Regions from separate parts of the Mus musculus genome. Here all the other regions are linked to region 1. The links are chromatin contacts, called in public Hi-C, HiChIP or PLAC-seq and promoter capture Hi-C maps. All regions are on one chromosome and are shown on one strand. The core of a region is the stretch at or near the end of the contact, and the rest is flanking DNA. Distances in the headings are between cores, read along the strand shown.

The links. Promoter capture Hi-C pulls out the DNA fragments that hold promoters and counts their contacts. A called contact is a pair of places that touch in the nucleus more often than the background predicts. HiChIP or PLAC-seq counts read pairs in DNA pulled down with a chosen protein or histone mark.
Region 2: a contact with region 1 is called in a Hi-C map of forebrain, with 3 times the contacts expected there. The contact joins the promoter of Oas1c here to the promoter of Rph3a in region 1. A contact is called at or near these places in 2 of 39 promoter capture datasets (both in embryonic stem cells), 1 of 484 Hi-C or Micro-C datasets (forebrain), 4 of 115 datasets of contacts at active chromatin or transcription factors (T-cell acute lymphoblastic leukemia, bone marrow-derived macrophages, embryonic stem cells and 1 more) and 1 of 9 other capture datasets (adipose tissue).
Region 3: a contact with region 1 is called in an H3K4me3 HiChIP or PLAC-seq map of forebrain, with 3 times the contacts expected there. The contact joins the promoter of Rpl6 here to the promoter of Rph3a in region 1. A contact is called at or near these places in 1 of 39 promoter capture datasets (hippocampal neurons), 1 of 484 Hi-C or Micro-C datasets (forebrain), 2 of 115 datasets of contacts at active chromatin or transcription factors (embryonic forebrain and forebrain) and 3 of 9 other capture datasets (adipose tissue, liver and pancreatic islet).
Region 4: a promoter capture Hi-C map of hippocampal neurons shows a contact between it and region 1, with 4 times the contacts expected there. The contact joins the enhancer-like site here to the promoter of Rph3a in region 1. A contact is called at or near these places in 2 of 39 promoter capture datasets (embryonic stem cells and hippocampal neurons), 2 of 484 Hi-C or Micro-C datasets (both in cerebral cortex), 7 of 115 datasets of contacts at active chromatin or transcription factors (SST interneurons, VIP interneurons, embryonic basal ganglia and 4 more) and 1 of 9 other capture datasets (adipose tissue).

The regions. Positions count from the first base shown.
Region 1 is chr5:121,006,057-121,011,930 of GRCm38.p6, forward strand. Rph3a (rabphilin 3A) reads right to left here and starts at 3,482. Exons shown (of 22, transcript NM_011286.3): 1 at 3,182-3,482; 2 at 2,928-3,043.
Region 2 is chr5:120,809,166-120,815,039 of GRCm38.p6, forward strand. It overlaps Oas1c (2'-5' oligoadenylate synthetase 1C), which reads right to left and starts at 3,349. Exons shown (of 7, transcript NM_033541.4): 1 at 3,269-3,349. It also overlaps the pseudogene Oas1b.
Region 3 is chr5:121,201,452-121,207,325 of GRCm38.p6, forward strand. It overlaps Rpl6 (ribosomal protein L6), which reads left to right and starts at 3,050. Exons shown (of 7, transcript NM_011290.5): 1 at 3,050-3,101; 2 at 3,955-4,212; 3 at 4,303-4,404; 4 at 5,216-5,359; 5 at 5,696-5,744. The coding sequence starts at 3,955. It overlaps LOC115490270 (a small nucleolar RNA gene), which reads left to right and starts at 3,559; the gene lies at 3,559-3,692.
Region 4 is chr5:121,139,390-121,145,263 of GRCm38.p6, forward strand. Ptpn11 (protein tyrosine phosphatase, non-receptor type 11) reads right to left here. Exons shown (of 16, transcript NM_001109992.1): 11 at 5,141-5,295; 12 at 4,173-4,240; 13 at 3,614-3,765. Among named protein-coding and RNA genes, the nearest start is that of Ptpn11, 49 kb to the right of the region's middle. Within about 2 kb of position 3,187, at least 32 of the 459 cell types and tissues checked have an H3K27ac peak or open chromatin away from gene starts, as enhancers often do. A contact at or near this core is called in SST interneurons, VIP interneurons, embryonic basal ganglia and 2 more, where this site is marked.

The sequences.
Region 1 (5,874 bases), core at 2,232-4,731:
GCTGACCCGTCTCCAGGGCCCAGGGTCTAGCCTGTGGTCTAAACTAGAATACTGTTTTCACCATCACACACCTAACAGGAGGCACTGAGGCTCAGAGAGGTTCAGGACCTGCCTGAAATCACACAGCTCCAGTGACCATACTGCAGTTCCTAGACTGGAAGGCGGGGCAGGTGACAGGAAGGGAGGACTGTATCTGCAGTGTAGTCCCCTCCTCCTCCTCCTCCTCCTCCTCCTCCTCCTCCTCCTCCTCCTCCTCCTCCTCGTCCCCTGAACACATAAGCCTTTCTCCATCCTGGGTGGCAGCTGAATAATTCAGATGCTTCAGCTCCAACCCACCACTACTGGGTCCCGGGGTTTATTTTTATCCAGGTTCAGCCACAGCTCTCTTAACAGAAATAAACCCTACTACCTCAACTCCAGCTTGTCTGCCTGTAAGACCACCCTGCCCCCAGGCCCCTGCAGGAAAAGGCAGGACCATATGCTGGCTGGGTGTGGGGAGAGGGGGGCGGGGGGGGAGGGGACTGACAGAAAGCCATGGTCTGTAAGTGGTACAGGACAGAAAAGGTGTTAATAAAGACGCTTGTGTCCTATATAAGTCCATGTCCTACAAGCCACACCCCCAGCAGCCACCCACCCCAAACACAAATCAAACACAGTGGTTGAGGTAACAGAGCAGCAGGAGCTACTGGGACCCCCCTCTCTTCCATGCTGATGGGATAGGAGAAGCCCCATTTACAAGGATTAACCTTATCTGTCTCCAGAGTTCAGCTTCCCAGACCAGGACAGGTTTGGAGGGCATCCATCCCTTCTATGCCCCAGGCCAGGGATGAGAAGTGGGGTCTACCAGGATGTAGGGGTAAAAGAATGCCTTGATACCCATGAAGGTGGATTCCAAGAGGGCTACGCCATGACTTGCTGTGTGGCTTTAGACAAGGTGCTTTCCTTCTCTGGGTGTCCCCCGAAAGTGGGATCGGAGGGCAACGACGGTAACTCTCCCTAAAAGTATGGCTGCCCCTTGCCACAGCAGCAGCTGTAAAGAAGACCTGAGGATCTGGAAGGAGCCTTGGTCACCCAGAGCAGCTGACTCATTGCAGAGATGGGGAAACTGAGGCCCAGAAAGGGAAGAGAGCACCAAGACTCAAGGGCCCTGTTCCAAGCCCAAGAGTCTTTCCGGAAGGTTCTCTCACTGGTGCACCCCAATGCACCACTTCAGATGTGACAGAGAGGAGGCAGGCTCCTGGCTCTCGGCCACCCTGAGGGAGACGAGGAGGCAGGGAGATGGATGGCCAGGAAGCCTTCGTGTCTGGACACCCCGGGCCTGGGCTGTATTGTGCTGCAGGGCTGGATACTAGAAATTAACCAGGGAAATGTCCCACGGTATTTGTGACACTGCCTGGGGGCCCCGGGCTCCCTTGATAACCCTCCAAGCCCTGCAGCCTCCCCACAGCCCAGCAATGGGAGGATTCACTCTCGTTGCAACAGTGAACCTCAACCCCCTCCCAACCCCCTGTTCCAATGTCCAGCCACAGTCTACTCCAACCAAAGAACATGAAAGTCCAGTATTCTAAGTATCACCCATGGCCAAGCCTGCAGCATCTCATTTGAGCAAGCCAGATTTCTTCACTTTCTATTCATATGTATGGCTTCCCATGGAGGCGGATTCCTCAAGGTCACCCCAGATTGGCAGCCAGGTTTCAGGGGACCCTTTCCTTGGCGCTAACCACCAGGCTACCTACACTCTCCTCCTGTGTCCTGCCCACATAGGCTTATACCCTGAGCTCCCCGGGCCCCTCATGGCTCTGGGGCTGGGGCTGGGTGACCCTCTTGACACTTCCAGCATGCCAGTCCCTAGGGTTAGCCTTGTCTTATTCCTACCTCCCAAGTTCAACTTCCTGAAGAAATTCCAGTGGATAGAGACGGCTGAAGTGGATCGAAGTGCTAAAAATAAAGACTTTCATTTCCCCAAAAAAGGTAGGAAGTAATTAAAGCAGGAAGCAGAATTGAGTCCTCTCCCATAGATCACAGATTACTGGCAAAAGCATTTTAAAATTAAACATGAGCTTCGGGATTGGGTGGTGAGGGACCTCTGCTTCCCACTCACTAACAGGTTGGTATGGGGTTACCCCCATTGGGATATCAGAGAAAGAAATTGGTATAGGGGTTACAGCTTGTCCTGGAATTGGGGGCCTGGGGTTGGGATGTCATAGCCCCCTTCTCAATGGCAAGGTGAGCTCAGTGACAGAGCCACATACATACCCCCCATCCAGTCTCTTACAGGTGACACCACCTGTAAAATCCCATCTCGGCATCCCCGGCTCGGCAGGCAGCTGACTGCTTGACCATTCATGCCAAGAGAAAAGGTGGCTCTTTCATGGATCCCCGCTCTCCCATTTCAGGACAGCTGAGTTTGCAGAACCCACCACAATTCAATTATTCAGCCAGCCCTGGCGGAGAGCCCGGTCTGAGCCCCATCCTAAGCAAATGCTGGTCCAGGATGCCCAGGCAAGGGTTAACATTCCAGGCTCAGCTGACTCTCCCAACTGGGGCCAAGATGCCCACCCACCAACTCCAAACACTCAGAGGCCCCGTGTGCCATACAGGCCATGAAGGGTTAACTAATTCGAGAGCTGCCAATCACTTTCCTCAGGTTCTGCTGCAAAGAGGACAAGCTGGGCAGAAGCCACTCTCCTGCTCACTCGCCTGAGCAGGCACACACTTGCCTCCTCCCTGGGCACTGTACTAAAACCCCATTTGCCTCCGGAGTGTTGCTGATAAAAGCCTACAGAATACAGGCAAAGAACTATGCTCAGTTCTCAACAGCCCTACCCTCCCTGCTTCCCTCTCCCTAGCTCATGCATGCACATCTCAGTTAGGGTCCTGAGATCTCCTAGTCCGTTTGCGGGACCACCACAAAGAATGTCACTCACCGGGACAGTAGAGGATTGCAGCAGAATACGGGAGCCAAATTCTTGCCAACTCCCTGCTGGGGGGGGGGGGAGGTGTTAAGTCCCAGCGACTTGGCTTGAAAGAACAGCAGATATGCCTGAAAGAAAATTGTGCATTTGACTCTCCCGGTCTTCCCAAAATAAAACCGAGGCACCAACACGAACACATTCCCCTAAATCATGCACACACATACACACACAAAAAGGAAAAAAAAAAAAAGACAAAAAAGAAATACCCCGTCAGAGGCGAAAACTAAGTGCAGCTAGAGTCTGCAGCGGTGGGCAGCGAATCACCCAGACTACTCCACATGGAAGGTTTTGTAAGTCTCTTTCTTTCTCTCCCTTCTTCTCTTTCCTCTCTCCCTCTCTGGGCAGCGTAGGCAACTCTGGGATGCGGGTAAGAGACGAATCAATTGCTTCCCTGGTGCCCGATCCTGCTGTCACCTACTGCAAGAACCCTGTGTGATCCAGAGGGAGGGGCAGCCGCTTCCCGGCGGAGCAGGGGAGCCCAGCTTGCCTCCCACCGCGATGCATTGTGCCGCGTTGCCTGCGGGAGGAGAGGTGGGAGGCCAGGAGGGGAGGCTGGGCGCCCCAGAACGATCCGGATTGGCAGTCAGTACCACGGACAGCACCAGGACGCAAGCGGAGGGGAAGGGCGGCCACTAACCCCAGGCAGAACAGGGGAAGTTATTGGATCCCTGCAGCAGAGGAAGGGAGAGGCCAGAGTAGAGGAACCAGGACGATTTTGTCAGACTGCATATGGGCCACCTCGCTGCATACTTATGCTAATATTGTCAAATGAGCTATAACAATCCCTGATCTTCACAGGTACCTGTGCGTCTCCCTGTGGCTTCCAGGATCATCCACATTGCTGCTGAAGTCTGCAACTCAGGCTCAGAAGACTGCAGGAAAAAAACAAGGCTAAAAAACAAAACAAAACAACAAAAAACAGGAGTGCCTGAAGGGGATGGTGGTTTGTTTAAACAACCACATCTGACAGGTTTCAGGGAGCCTGGGCCAGCCCCATGCACCCCTGGGGATGGCACTTAATGTTTCCACGTCCCATCTGCAAACTGAAGACACGGCCACCACATTTTCCTAATGACAGAAAGAATGAGTCTAAGGTAGCGATAAGAAAGCCCACACTAGGGGCTGCTCTGATTCCATGATCTATAACCCACCCTCTGATTCAAATGTTTTGGCGAAGATAAAGGACTTGACAGCCGACGAGGCTGGTGCAAGCGTGTGGTTTGAGTGGGATGGAGCTGGAAATCTTAGGAGTTCCAGAGCAGACATGATCCTCTGCCAAAGACCCATCTCCCCAAACCAGACTGGCTCTCCGAGGTAAAGTCACTACACACAGGAAATAAATCTCCAGAGAGGGGGGTGATATACAGTGGGAATGTGTTCCCATGGCACCAGCATCCCGGATCCCCAGTGTGTGCTGCTGCTGCCAGCTACAAGAACATGCCCGCGGTGGAGAGAGAGAGAGTGGCAAAGTCAAAAGAAGCCAAGGGCTGTTTAGAACCTCCCAGCCAAGTGAGGGGTGTTCCTCTCTCCACTGGGGACTCATATGTAAAGTTTCCCATTGAGGGCCCAGGGTGAGTCACTACTTTCGCCACTAAAGTCTCCCTTTGAGAGCTAGGATTCAGACTGCCAGGATCTGAGAGACCATTTGGAGCTTGGCTCTACAGATGATCGCTATGGTGGTGTTGACGGTGGTGGTGGTCATCTGGGTGATAATGAAAGCATGAAGATCATGATGATGGTGGCAATGATTATGGTGGGGGTGGTGCTGGTGGTTGCTGGTGGGGGTTGTGGTGATGGTGGTGGTGATGGTGATGGTGGTGGTGGTGATGGTGGTGATGGTGCAGATAATGATCACAATGCTGACTGTGATAGCTGTGGTGATGTCAGCTATTTATTGGGAACCTGCTATGTTCCAGACATCCTTCCAGAAGCTCTGCATGTCTCATCTGAGGGTCTCTGTGCCCCCTCTGTGGTGGCTGCCATTCCCATTCTATAAATAAGGAAGTTAAGACCAAGAAATTCCATTCCTTGCTGGAGGCTACACAGTGAGTGACAGTCATGGGGATCAAACCCAGGGCTGGGATTCCAAAGTGTGCCCACTAGGATGTCTGCCCTGCAGGACCACTCGACAGAATCTTACAGTTTGGGGGCTGAGACCTTACTGCTTTTTTTTTTTTTTTTTTTTTTTTTGGTTTTTTGAGACAGGGTTTCTCTGTTTAGCCTTGGCTGTGCTGGAACTCACTCTGTAGACCAGGCTGGCCTCAAACTCAGAAATCTGCCTGCCTCTGCCTCCCAAGTGCTGGGATTAAAGGCATGCACCACCACTGCACGGCTACTGAGTCTTTTCTTAGCTGAGACAATGGCACACATTCATTCCTGTCACTTCACCAATGGAGAAGAGACCCAGGGGCTTGGAGAGTCTTTCTAGTCAAAGACCTGTGAGCAGATTTGGAGGACAGAGCTGAAGAACGTTCAGATACAGAGCCTGTGTTCTCAAACCTACTCAAGCCCAGCACACACTAAGCCCTCAACAAACATTTGAGCAAACACTCAAGAGACTCTCAGAAGGTCAAAAGTCACACTGTGTGCTGATTAAGGGGCTAGAACCCAAGTGTCTTGTAAGAGTCTCAGCCCCTGGATCCTGAGGAGTTCTCACCCCCAGCGTGGCCTCTCGGCCATGAGAACCATGTATTCTGCAAAGCCCTGGCTCAGATCCAGCTCTTTTGGGGAAGAAACAGAACCACCAAATGCCAAGACACCTACTGTGTGTCCCGTCCAGCCACAGCTACTGTCTTGTGTCTTCATAATGACATGGAGTGGGGTTAAGCCGTCCAGCTTCAGAGGAGAAACCCAGAGGAAGAGGGGAAAGCCCCCAAAGTCGCACAGCCAGGCAGCAGCT
Region 2 (5,874 bases), core at 2,099-4,598, 200 kb before region 1:
CAGAAAATGGTAGGCACCCATTTCAGCACAGCTGTGGTGGATTTGTCACAGGTCCTTGCTGGATATTGTAATCTGCAAGGTCCTGGCTAGCTTCTAGTTCAGACTTAGTGCCTCACAGTTCTTTGGGTTCTCAGATGCACACCCATGATGTGGCTATCGTCCAAGGCCTAATCCAAACCAATCTTTCTGCCCTTTACTCCCACCTCTGTCTGTCCGTCCATAAAGGACAAAGGCCACTGCCAAAGGCTTCAGAACCCTTCTGTGCACAGTGCTCCATGCAGCCATTGCCAAACAGCCAAGAGGGGAGGCAGACCCCTTATCCTGGCATGAGACACGCCTACCAGGCCAGCATAGGACACGCCTACCAGCATAGGACACGCCTACCAGGCCGAGAATTTTCATTAACACTGGGACTCCTGAGCAGGCTAATTGTTCTTTTCTCTCAGTTACTACGCAGACTGCAAAGGGTGACATGGCAGGAAACGCTGTTCCCACAGACATCATTCCCTCACGTTGGCCAGGTCCTTATTCTGTCTCTGACATTAAGATTTTGGGACATCCCCAAGGCCTTGCAGTTGCATTATCCATGAAGAACCCTGACCTGTGGCACAGGCTTCAGCAACATCATCCCACATGCCTGCCCTATACTTGGGCTCTGGTGTACAACACCCATCCAAGACGATGCTCCTGAGCTGGGGAGGGTACACCCCCACCCCCACCCCCACCCCCAACCCCACCCCACGAGGAGGCTGGGAAAAAGCAGGAGAGGCAGGCTCAAGCCAGGAGGAAGTGTTGAATGTGTCTAGTCCATAGAACTCTCAATCTCCAGCAAGCCATGGGTTTTTTGTTTGTTTGTTTGTTTGTTTTTGTTTTTGTTTTTTTAAATCCTGAGTGGGAGCTGGAGGTGAGCTGAGTCTGGGCCCAATCAGGCCAGATAGAGCTGACACAGTGTGGGCGGGGTCATGGGGCTCATGAAGAAAGCAGTGTGTCCCAGCAGAAGCTGGCTATGTGGCCAAGAGGGTGGTTCAGGGTCTTAAACCTTGTCATCTGGGCACTCCCAGACTCAGTCAGGCTTTCAGGGGCATTGATCTCACTGGGCTTAATGATACTCGCTAGGATACGGGGGGAAGGAGGGCGGCGGAGTAGAGATGAGCTGGACACACTATAATCCCAGCACGGAGGCAGGGAGATTGCTGCAAGTTGAAGGCTAGCCTAGCCTATGAGACTGTCTCCCAAACCAAGAACAAAAAGGGTCACTGAGTCACTGAGATAGCTCAGAGGGCACAGGTGTTTGTCACCAAGGCTGGTGGCCTGAGTTTGGTCCCCAGGACCTACGTGGTGGAAGGAGAGAGAGCCGACTTCTACATGCTGTCCTCTGACCTCACATACTCACACACAGGAAATAAATGTATAGACTATCTAAAGCACGATTAGCTTGGTGCTCCCCCAGATCTGCTCAGGACTCTCAGCTGGCCTCCCGTCCTCCCATCCTGGCACTTGTGGGAGGGGCCTTCAGCATCCCAGTTCCCTCAGAATCCACCATGCCTCCCAATGAGGCCAAGAAGATTGTACCTGGGGTCTGGGGAGATGGCTCAGAGGAGGGCCAGGCACTGGATGCTCTTGCAGAGGACCTGGGCTCACTTCCCAGATTTATTTGGTGGCTCACAAAAACCAACAACAATTTGTTGTTGTTTATTTTTCAAGACGGGATCTCACCACTGAGCTCTGACTATCATGGAACTCACTCTGTAGACCAGGCTAGCCAAAAAAAAAAAAAAAAAAAAAAAAAAAAAAAAAAACACAGAGGTCCAACTTCCTCTGACCCCAGAGTGCTGGGATCAAAGGCCTGTGACACTACACCTGGCTGACCAAAAGGAATTTAAAGCAGCTGACACTTTGTGCTGAGGGCTCACCTCTGACCTGGAATGACACAACTTTGGTCAGTGGAACTTCCCGCTCCTGTTTCTTTAAGGAAAGAACTGTGTTACTGCCCAGAGTGTGCTCTCAGCCACAGCATTGGGCAGGATCCTTTTTTTTTTTTTCCATTCATTTCTTCATCTGTTTTAGGGTTTTTTCCCCCTCACACTCTGGAGTGAATCCAGCTGTAGTGTAGCCCAGGATGGACCAGCCTCCACTATCCATCCTCCTGCATCAGCCTCTGCCTGCTGAACTGCTAGGGCCACCCACAATGCTGTTTTTCTTCCCTGTTTTCCTGCATGTGAAGGGCTAATGACCTAGAAGCCCCAGGCAGTCTGAGTGACTCCCTGCAGGAGGAGATATGGTGCTGATGTCAGTGTGCAGTGAGGATCAGGGAGGCCAACGGGGTAAGCACCCCACCAAAATCCACCAGCTTGGGGAAGCAGGACTAGGTCTGCAGACCCCCAAAGGTCCCATTTCCACCCTAATCCCCTGGAGCTCCCTGTGCCCGGTGAGCAGTCTCCACTAGCAATGGCTTCCTTCCTGGAGATGCATAAAGGCCAATCCTGCTCTTGCAGAAGGCCAGACTCTTTATTTCCTCATCGAAGTACATCCTGGTTAATGCTCGGGTGTGCACATGTGAGTATACACTTGTTTGTGTATTTGTGTGCATATGTGCACAGGCAAGCTCAGGAGTGTATTTAGTGTGTGCATGCCCTGTGCGTGTGCATGTGAATGTGTGTGTGTGTGTGTGTGTGTGTGTGTGTTTGGGACCTGCCATGTCAGTTCTCAGAATTGGAACTGGAAGCACAGCCCGAGCTCTTAAACTCTGAGCCCTCTCTCTGCCCTCTAAACAAGAGATGAGAAGATGGAGGCAGGGGTTGGAGGGCATCAAACTGTTTTGATGAGGCCTTGGGTATGTCACCCAAAGGTGATTTTCAACCTTGCCAGGGCCCTGAAAGACAGCTCATTTTAATAGTCACTGCTGACCTGTACTGTCCCCAGCTTGGTGGTACGGCCTGTACTTCACCCTTGGGGATGCCCAGACCCCACCCTCACCCAGACCCCCTGCACCACAGGGGAAAATGTAGGGTGTGAGTAGGAGAGGGGGCTTCTGGGAAGTCTGAGCTTTCTGTTAGAATTGTCTGTAATCCTAGACCTGCAAGTCCAGAGGTAAAGGAAAAACAAAACCTGGGGAGGTGCTGTTCTTAAAAAGAAAAAAAAAAAAAGCAGTTCCGCCTAAAACGTTTGCAGGAGATGGAAGCCGAGCTCAGGAGCCACCAGCCACCTTCTGTGGTTTCCTGATTCCGTTTCCCTTCTTCTACGTGCACAGATTGTTCCTAAAACGTACCGTGTAACAGCCTTTTTTCCAGAAGAAATCCCGAGAAAGCCAGGTCAGTTTCCTTACACATTCTTCCCTGGGCCGGATCTTAAGAAAGCTCAGGCTTGGATGGGGAGGTACCTGTTCAGAAGCCCTAACGCCATTGGCTGCTCGGGCCTGGATGATTTGCATATCCGCGCCCTTCCCGGGAAATGGAAACTGAAAGTCCCATTTCTGCTTCAGCCAGCCTAGGAGACACAGGACCTGCTGGCTGCAGAGGTAAAAGCTGGACCTAGGATGGAGCAGGATCTGAGGAGCATCCCGGCCTCGAAGCTTGATAAGTTCATAGAGAACCATCTCCCGGACACCAGCTTCTGTGCTGACCTCAGAGAAGTCATAGATGCCCTGTGTGCTCTCCTGAAGGACAGATCCTTCCGGGGCCCCGTCCGCCGAATGAGGGCCTCTAAAGGGGTCAAGGTGAGCCTTCCTCAGCCTGAGCTGGCCGAGATGAGGTGGGACAGGACTTTCAGAAGCCAGGCTGCAACCCTGATCCCTCCTCTTAATTCTGATCACAGCTGGCGATGGGTTCTTCCCCCCAAGTCCCACATCTGTATTGGAGAAGGAGCCTCAGCTACAGTTTATGTTCCCCACTCCCAGGCCATGTCCATTTCAGAGTCGGGGAAACTGAGGCCCAGAATGGCAAAGCAGTTTTCTGGAAAGTGGAGGGGCAGGTGGTGGGGCAGTGGTAATACAACCTTTGCACTGCTGTGTGACTTAGGGTAACTTAACTACCTTCTCCATGTCCAGTGTTCCACGCCCCAGGAATGATAAGGTCACATAGACTAAGTCAAATGTGACACGGAGGACAGACCAGGACTCGCCTGCTATGTGACTGGATTGATGGACCCTCTCTGGACTCGGTTCCCGGGCTGTCTGTCAAATCACATTTCATGACACTGGTACTTAACTCTCAGACTCTGTGAAGGGTGCAGAAATGAAGTTGTTTTCTTGTTTTCAGTTGACTGTATTTCTACATTTTTAGTTGTGAGTGGGGCTCTGTATGTGTTAGTGCAGGTTTGGTCAGAATTGAAAAGGGGGTGTCAGATCCCTTAGAGCTGCAGTTACATAGGTGGCTCTGAGCTGGCCTGCTTGGGTGCTGGGAACTAAACTGAGGTCATCAGCAGGAACAGCAGGCAGTTTTAGCTACTGACCCACCTCTCCATCCGGAGATGTGACAATTTGTAATGCCCTCTCTCAACAGTAGCTGATGCTCATGTGTGTTAGTGATGATTCTAAGCATTTTATTTAGGGAGGCTTTGTTCAGCATGAATTCTTCTTTTTATGATATTTGTTTTACAGACTTGGATCACCTTTATTGTTTTTTTCAGTTTCTCTATGATGTTATATGTTATTCTATATCACACAAGGCCATCTTCTCTTTAATGATGTCACTTGCGCATATTTCCTCCCAGCTAACAATGCCAACCATGGGACTATGGCTACATTCTCATATATCTGTATTAATTTAGTCATAGTCTCCTTCCAATCTCTACTATCCTTTACCTCCCACCAGACCCTCCCCAGAGATTCACTCTCTGATGGTATGTCACATGTGTGCAGCTAATGTGGGCACTGCATGAGTGCTACTGTACCCTTCCCAAACTCTTCTGTGCTTGTTTCATTTAGACCTCTCCCCCACTCCCATACACAGCCCCCCCCCCCACACACACACTTGAACACACAGAGACTCCACAGATGAACATGGATATTTTCCCTTCACGGTGTGGTTTATCTTCTGTATCAAGAGGAGATCCAGCACCCTCTATTTTCCTACATAGATTCTGATGTCACTCTTCAGGGCTGACTAATATTCTCCTGCACATCTAGCAGCTTGCTCCATCCATCCAACCATCCATCCATCCATCCATCCATCTATCACCTTGGTGATGGACTCCAGTTCAGCATCTGGACCTCCCAGCATGGCTCTCCCTGTCCTTTGTCATTCTCTTTCTTGTCTTTCAGGGCAAAGGCACCGCGCTCAAGGGCAGGTCAGACGCTGACCTGGTGGTGTTCCTTAACAATCTCACCAGCTTTGAGGATCAGTTAAACCAACAGGGAGTGTTGATTAAGGAAATTAAGAAACAGCTGTGCGAGGTTCAGCATGAGAGACGTTGTGGAGTGAAGTTTGAGGTCCACAGTTTAAGGAGTCCCAACTCCCGGGCTCTGAGCTTCAAGCTGAGCGCCCCCGACCTGCTGAAGGAGGTGAAGTTTGATGTGCTGCCAGCCTATGATTTACTGGGTAAGGCAGCCTGCCAGAGAGCCTCAGCTCACCCTTCTGCATGCCTTCATCCTCCCTTCTAGTTCCACCTCTGTGTGTGTGCACATGTGTGTTGCGTAGGTGTTCTCTTGTGTGTGGGTGTGATCCGGAACCATGGCTAACTCATCTCAAGAGTCATCCATCTTTTTTGAGACCTTGTCTCTCCCTGGTTCAGAATTCACACTTGAGCCTGACTGGCTGGGAAGAGCCCCAGGGACCCTCAGAGTCTCCCCCTTCTCAGTTCTGAGATTACAATCCTACACCACCAACACTGGCTTTTTCTCTGAGTTCTGGGATTCCGACGGGGGTCCTCATGCTT
Region 3 (5,874 bases), core at 1,800-4,299, 190 kb after region 1:
ATTTATTTATTTATTTATTTATTTATGGTTTTTCCAGACAGGGTTTCTCTGTGTAGCCCTGGCTGTCCTAGAATTCACTCTGTAGACCAGGCTGCCTCTGCCTCCAGAGTGCTGGGATTAAAGGCATGTGCCACCTCGCCCGGCAGGATTTTTTACTTTATTTATTGTTGTTATTGTTATTGTTGTTGTTGCTATTATTATTATTATTATTTGAGACAGTTACACAAATGATAAAATAGATAAATACTAGAAAAAATAAAAGTAAAAGCAGGTACTTACTGGGTGTGGTAGTTCACATGTTCAATCCCAGCATTTGGGAGGCAGGCGCAGGAGGATCTCTGGAAGTTTGAGGCCAGCCTGGTCCATACAGAGTGCTCTGAGACAGCCAGAGCTGAACAGTGAGACCCTGTTTCAAAAAAGTTAGAAGCAGGAAGTTAATATTTTTTACCTTATGGTCATGAATTCTGCAATACCACATCCAAACACAAGAGGGGGATCAGTTATGCATTTACTTCAGTATCAGATCATTTAACAAGCCGACCAGGTGAGTGAAAGACTCTGACATGGTCAGGCTTTTTTTTATTGTTGTTTTTTTTTTTTTCTCTTTTTCGAGACAGGGTTTCTTTGTGTAGTCCTGACTGTCCTGGAACTCACTCTATAGACCAGCCTAGCATTGAACTCAGAAATCTGCCTGCCTCTGCCTCCCAAGTGCTGGGATAGCAACAAAGGCCAAGAAGTACTTTCCTCTGGAAACACACACACAAACACACACTAACTAGTAGCTAAATAATAGAATAATTAACTTTTTTTTTTTTTTTTTGGCTTTTCGAGACAGGGTTTCTCTGTGTAGTCCTGGCTGTCCTAGAACTCGCTCTGTAGACCAGGCTGGCCTCGAACTCAGAAATCCGCCTGCCTCTGCCTCCCAAGTGCTGGGATTAAAGGTGTGCGCCACCACGCCCGGCTTAAATTTCTTCTTAAGACTCTGCTTGGACAGTAAATGTCATAAAATTCAACAATTGATAATAAGACTTGAGATGGGCATGGTACAGCATGCCTTTGATCTTAGTACTTGACAGGCAGAAGCTTTGTTCAAGTTCAGCCTGGTCTATAGATGCTGTCTTGACAAAGCAGTTAGGAGCACTGACTGTCCTTCCAGAGGTCCTGAGTTCAATTCCCAGCAACCACATGATGGCTCACAATTATTTATAACAGGATCTGATGCCCTCTTCTGGCCTGTAGGTATATATGCAGATAGAGCACTCATACATTAAATAAATATTTCAAAAAGAAAAACCAGAAGGGCTGGGGAAGAGAGAGAGAATCGGATTGTACTCTGAGGTCTTCACAGTGCTCTGTTTTCTGTGGTCTTCAGTGTCATGAGGTCTTTAGAGGCAGCCCACCACTCCCTCTTTCACCTTTAACCACAGCCAGAGAAAGGGAAGAGATTCCTGGAGACTCAACCATGAAGATGGGGTTTAGAGCCGAATTGAAGGGCCACAGACATGGCTCAGTGGGTCAGGTGCTTGCTACAAAGTTCTGAGTTCCATTCATGGGACCCACACTGTGGGACAACAAAAGTGGTTGTAAGTTGTCCTCAGACCTCCACCCACACAGCACACACACCCACACACACACACACACATATAGAAAGTCAAGAGAGGGTGGGTGGCTATGGGGGACTTTTGGTATAGCATTGCAAATGTAAATGAGCGAAATACCTAATAAAAAATGGAAAAAAAAAAAAAAGAAAAAAAAAAAGAAGATAAAAAAAAAAAAAAGAAAGTCAAGAGAAAAGCTCCTACCACTAGCAACAGGCAACAGACAAGTAGAAGACAATAGAAATCATGTGTATACGTCGTTCTAAGCACTATGAGGTAGAGGATAATTGTTATATGCGGGGCCTGTGATGACCTAAGTCCTCTTAAGATGACTGATCTCTAGGCCTCATGTGGTAGAGAGAGCCGGCGTCCCCAAGTTGTCCACTGACTTCCATCTGTATGCTGGGGCATGCATCCACTCCCCACTCCCACATGCTCACATAAGCATACACATAAAATAAAATGTAATAAAAAGTAAGGCACTGTCAGGTATACAGTGTCATTTTTCAAAGGATAGTAGCTTATTTAAAAATGTAATGAACAAAAAAGTTTTATTTTAAATCTTATTTATTTTTTCCTATTTAATTTGTTTATTTTGTTTTGGGGGCAGGGTTTGCTTGCATAGCCTTGGCTCTCCTAGAACTAGCTTTGTAGTTCAGGCTGGCCTCAAACTCACAGAGATCTACCAGCCTCTGCCTTCCTAGTGCTGGGATTGAAGGGGTGTGCCACCACTGTCAGACTTTTTTTTTTTAAAGATTTATTTATTTATTTATTATTTATGTATTTGGTTTTCAAAACAGGGTTTCTCTGCATAGCCCTGGCAAGATTTATTTATCTTATGTATATGAGTACACTACACTGTAGCTGTCTTCAGACACACCAGAAGAGGGTATGGGATCCCATTACAGATGGTTATGAGCCATCATGTGGTTGCTGGAAATTGAACTCAAAAAACTCTGGAAGAGCAGCCAGTTCTCTTAACCACTGGGCCATCACTCCAACCCTAACCTTTAGTTTTTAGAAGATAACTCTGGCCAGGCGTGGTGCAACACGCCTTTAATCCCAACACTTGGGCGGCAAAGGCAGGTGGATTTCTGAGTTCGAGGCCAGCCTGGTCTACAGCATGAGTTCCAGGACAGGCAGGGCTACACAGAGAAACCCTGTCTCGAAAAACCAAAAAAAAAAAAAAAAGAAGAAGAAGGAGGAGGAGGAGAAGAAGAAAACTCTGTAAAGTCCTTTCTTCCACCACATGAGTCGCAAGGCTCAAAGTCTGTTCATCATTTTAGGAGAAAGCGCTTTTACTTGCTCAGCCATCTCAGCTGCCCTTACCTATTAGGGTGGGGGTGGGGCCTGGGGGGACGTTCCCTAGGTGCATTGCCACGGAGTAAAGAAAAACTACATTTCCCATGATGCCCCATACAGGAAGGAAGTGATCTTGGTCACCTCCCGTCATTGCTTATAGACCGGAAGCCGCTGCCTTAGTTCTCTTTCCCGTCTTGCAAGGTAGGAATGGCGGGCGTCTGTGTGGCAGCGGCTTTCGGGACCCCAATCCTCGTCCATCCGAAATTGGGGGACATCCGGGGATCACTACCCAGGGCCGCCTATGGTCGGGATCATTCGCCAGATCTCTCGGGAGCTTCATTTCTGTCAGCGTGGGTTGGCGGGGGGCTAAGAACGAGCGTAGCGCCCGAGATGGTCGCTGGGCCCTGCCGGCTGCCGTAACCTGGGGAGGGTTGGAGGGCCTGTGTTGCGACTTGCGACCCTGCAGTGGGGGTTCCAGAACCTTCTGTTGAGCCTGTCTTGGCCACGTTGGGCTTCGCGACTGAAGGTGGGGAACCGCGTCCCCGGAAGACGACCGGAGAGCACCGCTGTCGGCTACTTTGCGGAGCTGGGGCCATCGTGGTGGCTTCGGGACCTAGGGCGACACCAGAGGGGGAGGTCTCGGGTGTTCCGTGCTGGTGCATGGGTTTGGATTTATGGCAGGCCCGTTCCCCTGGGTCTGTCATAGTGTCCCGTGCTAGAGCAACCCGTGGCCCCGAACCATTGCCTGGCCTCTGCCTGTAGGCTGCTGGCACTGAAGTGGGTCGCACAGAAGAGCCTCGAGATTCTGGGCTTCCTTGCCTGTGTAGACACTAGCAAAGATTGTCTTTGGTTTTCTGATTCACAAAAATGGAAGAATAAGATAAGGAACCACAAAAAAGTTTTTTAGCAAAAAAAAAAAAACAAAAAAACTAATAGTGCTAGATACTTAACCCTGTGTTTGGAAGGAAGAGGCATTGCAAGCATCAGAGGATGGTTTTCATACTAGCTTGTTGACAAATGGTTGATGAAATGCCTTTATTGTTTATATCCCTAGATGGCGGGTGAAAAAGCGCCTGATACAAAGGAGAAGAAACCTGCGGCCAAGAAGGCTGGCAGTGATGCTGCTGCCTCCCGGCCCCGGGCCGCCAAAGTAGCCAAAAAGGTTCACCCTAAGGGTAAAAAGCCCAAGAAGGCGAAGCCCCATTGCAGCCGAAACCCTGTCCTGGTGAGAGGAATTGGCAGGTACTCCCGATCTGCTATGTACTCCAGGAAGGCCTTGTACAAAAGGAAATACTCGGCTGCCAAGACCAAGGTAGGAGAGGGAACGGATGGCCCACTATGATGCCTTATTCCTGCGTTTGAGGTCTGGCAGGATCCTGGATTGATGGGTTTGTCTTTGTAGGTTGAGAAGAAGAAGAAAAAAGAGAAGGTCCTTGCTACTGTCACCAAAACAGTTGGTGGGGACAAGAACGGTGGCACCCGGGTGGTGAAGCTTCGAAAAATGGTGAGATCTAGTTTGGGTTGCTTTCCTTGGGGTTAGGGTTGAGGCTTGTCTGAAAGAGGCTATGTCAGTCAAGTCTAGTTGGGATAAGCTCTCAGGCTGGGGGTGTAGCTCATAGTGGGACCAGCACACTGGGGTTCTGGCTACTCCATTGCTGGCAAGTGGAAGGTGGGTATTTATCAAACTTGTGGTATTGATGTCTAGTTTTCCCTCTTGAAGAAAGTGGGTGTGTGCCTTCTGCCAAGGTAGAAGAGGTATGATGCGCTTTGTACCTTTGCCTCGGGTAGCCTGGTCTGATCTGAAACTCCCTTCTGAGCCACCTTCCCCATATTTGGCTGTGACCTTAACTCCTAAGAAGTGTGTTAGAGTTCCAAGCCCCAAGGAAAGCTTGGGAATGAGTGGAGAGATGCCTCGGGGTAAGGGGACAGTGCTGTTCCCAGCCTCTGCTACAGGCTCTTCCCAGCCACCTGGAACTCCCACTCCCAAGGATAACTCAGTGGCACATGTACTCATGGGCATACCCAGGGACACATGCAAACCGCATTCCTTTAATCCCAGCCCTCGAGGGGCAAAGGCAGGCTGATCTCAATGTTCTAAGCCACCCAGGGCTACAGAGAAACCCTGTCTCAGAAAAGCAAAACAAGCCAAACACTTTTTAAAAAGGTTAGAGTGTCTGTCTCCAGTGTGCCAGAGGTTCCTTTCTGTGTTGTCAGTGGGGCTTGACTCTTGGGGTTTTCAAGGCTGTGTCTCTGAATGCAGCTCTGGTGGGCTGAGCAGATTGCTCAATGGTGTGTGGTGCCGGTGCTCTCTCCAGCCTAGGTATTATCCCACCGAAGATGTTCCTCGGAAGCTGCTGAGCCACGGCAAGAAGCCCTTCAGCCAGCACGTGAGAAGGCTACGCTCCAGCATCACTCCCGGAACTGTCCTGATCATCCTCACTGGGCGCCACAGGGGCAAGGTGAGGAGTGTCCCCAGGGCCTGGCATGGGGGAGCAGCAGATCCTGGTCCTCGCATGCCTGGTGCATCCTGCTTTTTGATGTACCATAAATATTTTCTTGTTCTCTGTAACAAGTTTAACCCCTTAGTAAATGCTGTGTTTTGGTGTGGTTACGAATGCCATAGAGTCTGTTTCTGTCCCACCAGTGCTAGGACAAAAGGCGTGTATCACCTCACCTTTCCTTTTGACAAGGTCTCATGTAGCCCAGTCTAGACTTGAAGTGCCAGATGTATTCATACTTGTACTTTGGTTAATTCTGGGTGAGGTTTAATTGTCATTTCTCTGTTTGACTTCCAGAGAGTGGTTTTCCTGAAGCAGCTGGACAGTGGCTTGCTGCTTGTGACTGGTAAGAAAATCCTTGGTCTTTTATGTTTTGACAGGATGTCACAGCCCAAGATAACCTTGGACTCTTTTCCCTTCTCAGATACTATTACTAATGCTACATGATAAATGGTAGTTAGATTAATGTACAGTGA
Region 4 (5,874 bases), core at 1,937-4,436, 130 kb after region 1:
AACAAACATGAATGCTATACACACCATGTGACCCTGACCACAGCAAGACAAACTGGAAAAATCTGAATGTGGAGTATGGCCTACTTTAGCTTTTTGAGTTGTGTTTATGTCTGTGTGTGCACATGAGGAAGTCACCATGAGGTGTGTGTGTGTGTACTCGCGCACACACACACATGCACTGGATCCCTTAGAGGTGGAGTTACCTGCAGTTTTGAGCCCTCTGCCATCATGTCCTCTATAAAAACAGTGTGTATCCTTAACCTCTGAGCTGTATTTCCAAGACATATGTTTAATTTCTTGTTTGGTTGTGGTTTTATCAAGAAAAGGTCTAACATAGCCCAGGCTAGACTGGAATTCCCAGCCTTCTTGCCTCAAGCTACATAAGTGCTCACACATGCTGGGCAAGCTTGTGTGCTGTACTGGGATGGACCCCAGGAGCCTAGTAAATGCTCACACGCTGGGCTCCAGCCCTGACCTGCAGATTATACAGAGCTTTCAATTTGCTCCCCCAACTTAGTAACTGAATCATGATGATGTAACAGAACATCTTTTTTTAAAAAATATATACCAATGCACTTAGAAGCAAAGAGGTACAGACTCATGTAAGTTATAAACATTCCCTTTTTAAATATTATGTATATTAAATAAAGTTTGAAGAAAAAAATAAATGCTTGTGTTCAGAAGTTGAGTAAAAGAAATACCACGCACTCCACACACTGCTTTTGCAAATAAAGTACTTACTAATATAAATGGAAAATTAAAAAAAAAAAAAAAACAAAAAAAAAACCTCTCAACAAATCTGCAGTGGCACAGCTGGGCACTGGTGGTGCCACTTTTGATCCCGGTGCTTGCGGGGCAGAGGCAGGCAGATCTTTGTGAGTTTGAAGCCAGCCTGGTCCACAGAGTAAGTTCCAGGATAGCAAGGGCTGTACAGACAAAGAAACTCTGTCTTGAAATAACAAACAAAAAGCCCTGCAGCACAAGAGGCAGTCTTAATAAGCCACTCAGGACTGTCCCTACGGTGCTCTGTCCCGTTCTCTGCTCGCCCCTCTGTGTATCTCTTTCTTGCTGGCCCGCTTCCTCTGTTTCACTCCGCCTCTTTCCCCACGGTTCTCCACCCAACTGCCACTTTGTTTTCATTTAGCAATTCTTTTACTCCCAAAGGGCTTAACTCATCCAAAGTTGGAAGATGGCTACATTTTGAACTAATTCATTATACTAAATGAGTTTTGTCCTGTTGCTTAATTTAAGAATCCGCTGGGCTTGGGCTGGAGCCATATAGTGCAGTGGTTAAGGACGCAAGTGCTTCTGCAGATGAAAGCTAAGTTCCCATCAGCAACCCTGGGCAGTGCACATCCTGGTGCAAGGGGTCTGATTCCTCCTCCTTCTACACATGGACACAGGCTCACACACATTGAAATTCAATTTAAAAATAAGCAGGGAGACAGGTAGTTGACTGTTTTGTGTGCAGTTGACTCTTTTGTGTGCAGTGGTAGTTTTCTTTTTCACTGTTGCTTTGTTGTTTTTGCAATATCGTCCTATATAGCTCTCACTAACCTGGAACTCAATACACAGCCAAAGACAACCTTGAATTTCTGATCCCATCTTGGTCTCGCAAGTGCTGAGATTCAGGCACATGCCAGCACTTCAGGTTTACATGGGGCCAACCATAGCTCTGTGTATACTAGGCAAGTTCCAAACCAAGTGAGCTACACCCCCAGCCCAAACCATACACGCAGAAATGTATGTTTATTTTTGAGACATAGGCCTCACTATGTAGCTCTGGCTGTCCTAGAGCATACTACGTAAACAAGGCTGACCTTGAACTTAGAGATTAGTCCTTTCTCTGGGTGCTGGCCTCAAAGGCTTGTTCCACCACAACCCATCCCTCCTATATACTTTTTTAACACCAAAGTTCCAAGTTCCAAAATCTGAGTTAATACAATTGCAAAGTGCTAACACATACTAGTATCAAAATGAATTAGCTGAATGAATGACTGTATGAATGAATGATTGTATGTATGAATGAATGAGTGAGCGAGTCAGTGAGTGCAAGCTTGCATCCTTCAGGTGGAATCAGCAGGACACTCACTTGTTAACATGTAAGTAACTGAAACACATGCTTTGTGTCCCCATCAGTAAATACTCCTTCCCCACAATCAACCAAGTTACTAAATAAGATTCTTTTCCCCCAAAATTATTTCCTAAATCCAACTTACAGCCTCAGTCTTAATAGTCTCAGTGCCAGGAAGCAATATGAAGGCTCCAAGCAGCAGTCCCTCAATGGGGAGCAGCCAAAGACCCTCAATCCCAACTCAAATACAAACCCAAATGGTACAGAGGACTTCTCCCGACAAGATGACAGAATCTCCTGAATGTTTCTGACCAGGCTGAGCAACCATGTGCTAGCTCTTTATTTATTCCCTGAGCATCTCTTCTAAACTATGAGTGGTCCCAATTAAGTGTAAACTGGGAGACATGTATAAAAGAACTTTAGGGCAGCCATCCAGGTTCAGAGGTGGGAGGTACAGGTCAGTGGTGCAGTGCTAACTTAGTGTGCATGAGGCTCTGGGGTGCAGCTCAGGGGCAGAGTTCTGAGCTAGCGTGCATGAGGCCGTACGTAGGTTTGCTCTTTAACACCACAAAAAAAAAAAACAAAAAACTGCTTACATTGAATTCATATTTAAAAAATTAAAGTTGGGGATGGGTGGCTTGTTAATCAATCATGTGACCTCCTGACCCCGCGTCTACTTGAGTACCTAAACTCAGGAAGGGGCCCGCCTCTGGCTCTCAAGGAGGATGGTGCGGTTCTCCCTACTCTTCCAGGCCAGCATGGTGGCGCACACCTTTAATCATAACATTTGTGAGGCAGAGCAGGTGCATCTTTGAGTTCAAGGCCAGCCTGATCTACAAACTGATTTCAGGTCAGCCAGGGCTATACAGCGAGATGATCACTGTTTTTTTTTTTTAAGCTACTCATTAAGAGACAGCCTGCTACCCTATGACACGCACCAAGTCCCCTCTCCTGGGCTTTTGGAAAGCAATAGCAATAAAAAGGACAACCGTGGTTGGTGTTTAGACACCACCCATCTGCTGCAGCACAACAGGGTTTGGGAAAGGAATAAGAAAAGCTCCCCAAAAGAACGGCTCTCCTCATCTCCCTCAGCTTGGCGCATCCTAATTAGCTCAGCTTTGTGTCTGTTATGAATAGTCTCACATGGAAAGGCTCCAACTGCACACTCTTCATTATGCATAGCTTATTAAAATTGAAATTCACTGTTTCAATGCAGCCAAATTAGTGGCTCAAACTGCCACGCTCTATTAGAAATAAGGCATTCATTTTACAAGGCAGAATCAGAATAGATCAATCTAGAGCAAAGCTGAAATGGCTGGAAACTGTGGACCCTGAGTTCTAAGCCTAGCATATGAAAGTCACTTCCTCTTTGTAAGGCAGAGCCGACTGCCGCTCATGATGATGGCACCACACTTCCCTCAACTGGGAGGCAGTGGATGCTGACCACAGCTTACAGGGAGGCCAACTGTCAACATTTTCCAGATGAAGAGAGCGAGTCCAGACAGGAGCTGAGCCATGTGTCAGAGCCTCATTCCATACCTGCTCCTCCTCGATCCGGCGCTGCAGCGTCTCTATGTAGTGCTGGACAGCCATGTAGATAAACCGGTACTGTGCTTCTGTCTGGACCATCCCCGACCTCTGGGACCGCACCATCTGAATGGTTTTAGGAACGTCGATGTCACAGTCCACACCTGCAAAGCACAGACCCTAAAGCTGCAGGAGCACCGCCTGCCACAGCAAGGACAGAGAGCCGGTCCTTCCCATCAACTAGCCATGCGGGTGCAGGGCAGAACTCCTGAGTCAACACGCATAACAATGCCAGCAAATGCCAGGACAATGCCCCAGGAGCCCCTCGCTCCCCAAGAATGCCACCCAACACCAGGGCAGGAGGGACCATGTGACACAGGTGACAGAAGAGACAGTGATGGGACCAAAGTGCTAGGACTATTTTTAGCAAAACACATTGAAAGTGAATCTCATCCGTATTTCCATAACTGCTTCTTTCTCCTGCAAATTCTCTCTCGCAGGCTACGTTTCCTGGCACCTCCTGTCACAAACTTGAACAGGAATTGCGGCTTCTTGTCCTCCAATGACCTACCTTTCTCTCGAATGATGTCAATAAGGATGTCAATCACAATGAAGGTTCCTGTCCGGCCAATCCCAGCGCTGTAGGTAGAAGAGTAAGAGCAGAGTGATGAAGTGATGGAGCTTCACTCAGAACCAAGCTGTCAATGTCGACAGGCTCTCTGCTGTGTGTCTACACAATGTGCTGATAGGAGAAGCTTCCTATCAGCAACCCCTGCCCGTGCAGAGGGGTTCAGTCCTGGCATGGGCCCCCTAGGGTATCCTTGTTTCCCCATCTGTGGAGTGGGGGTGCGGGGGGGGGGGATCACCACGAGGTTCACAGTGGTGAGACTTGGGGCCCTGAACAACACGTGGCATCTTTTCTCTACTCCCAAGTTTCATACAACTTTTACTTGAAAACAGTTGGACAAATTATGGCTCTTCTGGACATACAAACTTGCCCACAGACTCGTGGCTTCCTGTCTTAAAAGCCACAGCAGATACTCAGAGGAAGAAAGGTATGTTCGTTTCTATCCTAAATAGCCAAAACCTAGCTGCAAAACCTACATTTATGGTGGTTTAAAAACAAAAACAAAAACAAAACAAAAAACACTGAACAGTCCAGCCCTGGTGGTACAGGCCTGTTACCGCAACATTCTGGAGGCAGAGGTAGTGGCCAACATAGACTACATAGTAAAATCCTATCTCAAAATAACAACAACAAACAAAGTGATCGACAAGGAAAGCTTCACTCATTTCTGGATTGGCTCAGCATATGAACGAGACTGTAGAAAACTGAAGCATCCCTCATAGAACCATACATTCTGCTGTGGTGACCCTGGGGCAGCCTCCACAAAGGCCTATGTGGGAAGGACTGCCCTCAGAATGAGCAGTCTGCAGAGTGCTGGGAACAGTGTGTCCGTCACATCCCTACCAAGGACAACTGACTTCCCAGCCCCTAAGTAACAGAAACTATTAAAGGAAAGCAAGCTGGGCAGTCACCTGCAGTGAACCACGACAGGGCCTGCATCCACGATGCTCTCCTGCTTGTGGTGGACCTCCTCCAGGAAGTCCAGCACACCTCCAGGGTCACTAGGCACGCCATGGTCTGGCCAGGTCCGAAAGTGGTACTGCCAGACGGTTCTCTCTGTGTTTCCCTGGAGTAGAGCCAAGAAAAGCCAGAACAGAATTAAATAAACCAAAGGCTGAGGAGCCACGGCGGCTGCTGACCTTTCCTGGTGCCTTGCAGATGGAAAGCCACTCTCTGGTGCCCAGGAGTGCTTCTTTGACAATCAATGGGTCAGCCTGGAAGGAGCACCTGCCTGTTAGGAGATCCAAGACATGGAGCTAGGCAATTTGTAGCATCTTCTGGCAAAATGTAGCCAAGGCATAGTCCAGAGTCATCAGAGCAGGCCATATTCCCCAACGTCCTCAGTCAGGCAGCACTCAACTTCAGAGCCGCGGAGGGCCCTAAGGACTGCAGTCTGTCTTCCCAACTAGCAGCCTGGCAAACTCTAGCTCCCTCGAGCATCTGCCCTTGCAGCCTCATGCAGGCACCCACGTCCATTACAGCACTGTCACAGCCAGACAACAGGCTTTGTGAATTAGATGGTGAGGCTTGGGCTCAAATCCCAGGAAGCCCCTTACTGCAGAGTCAAACCCCCAAATGCATTTGCAAAGACCTGTTTCTCACACAGAGGGTTAAAGCAGCTAAACAAAGGCCCTCCCAGCTAATG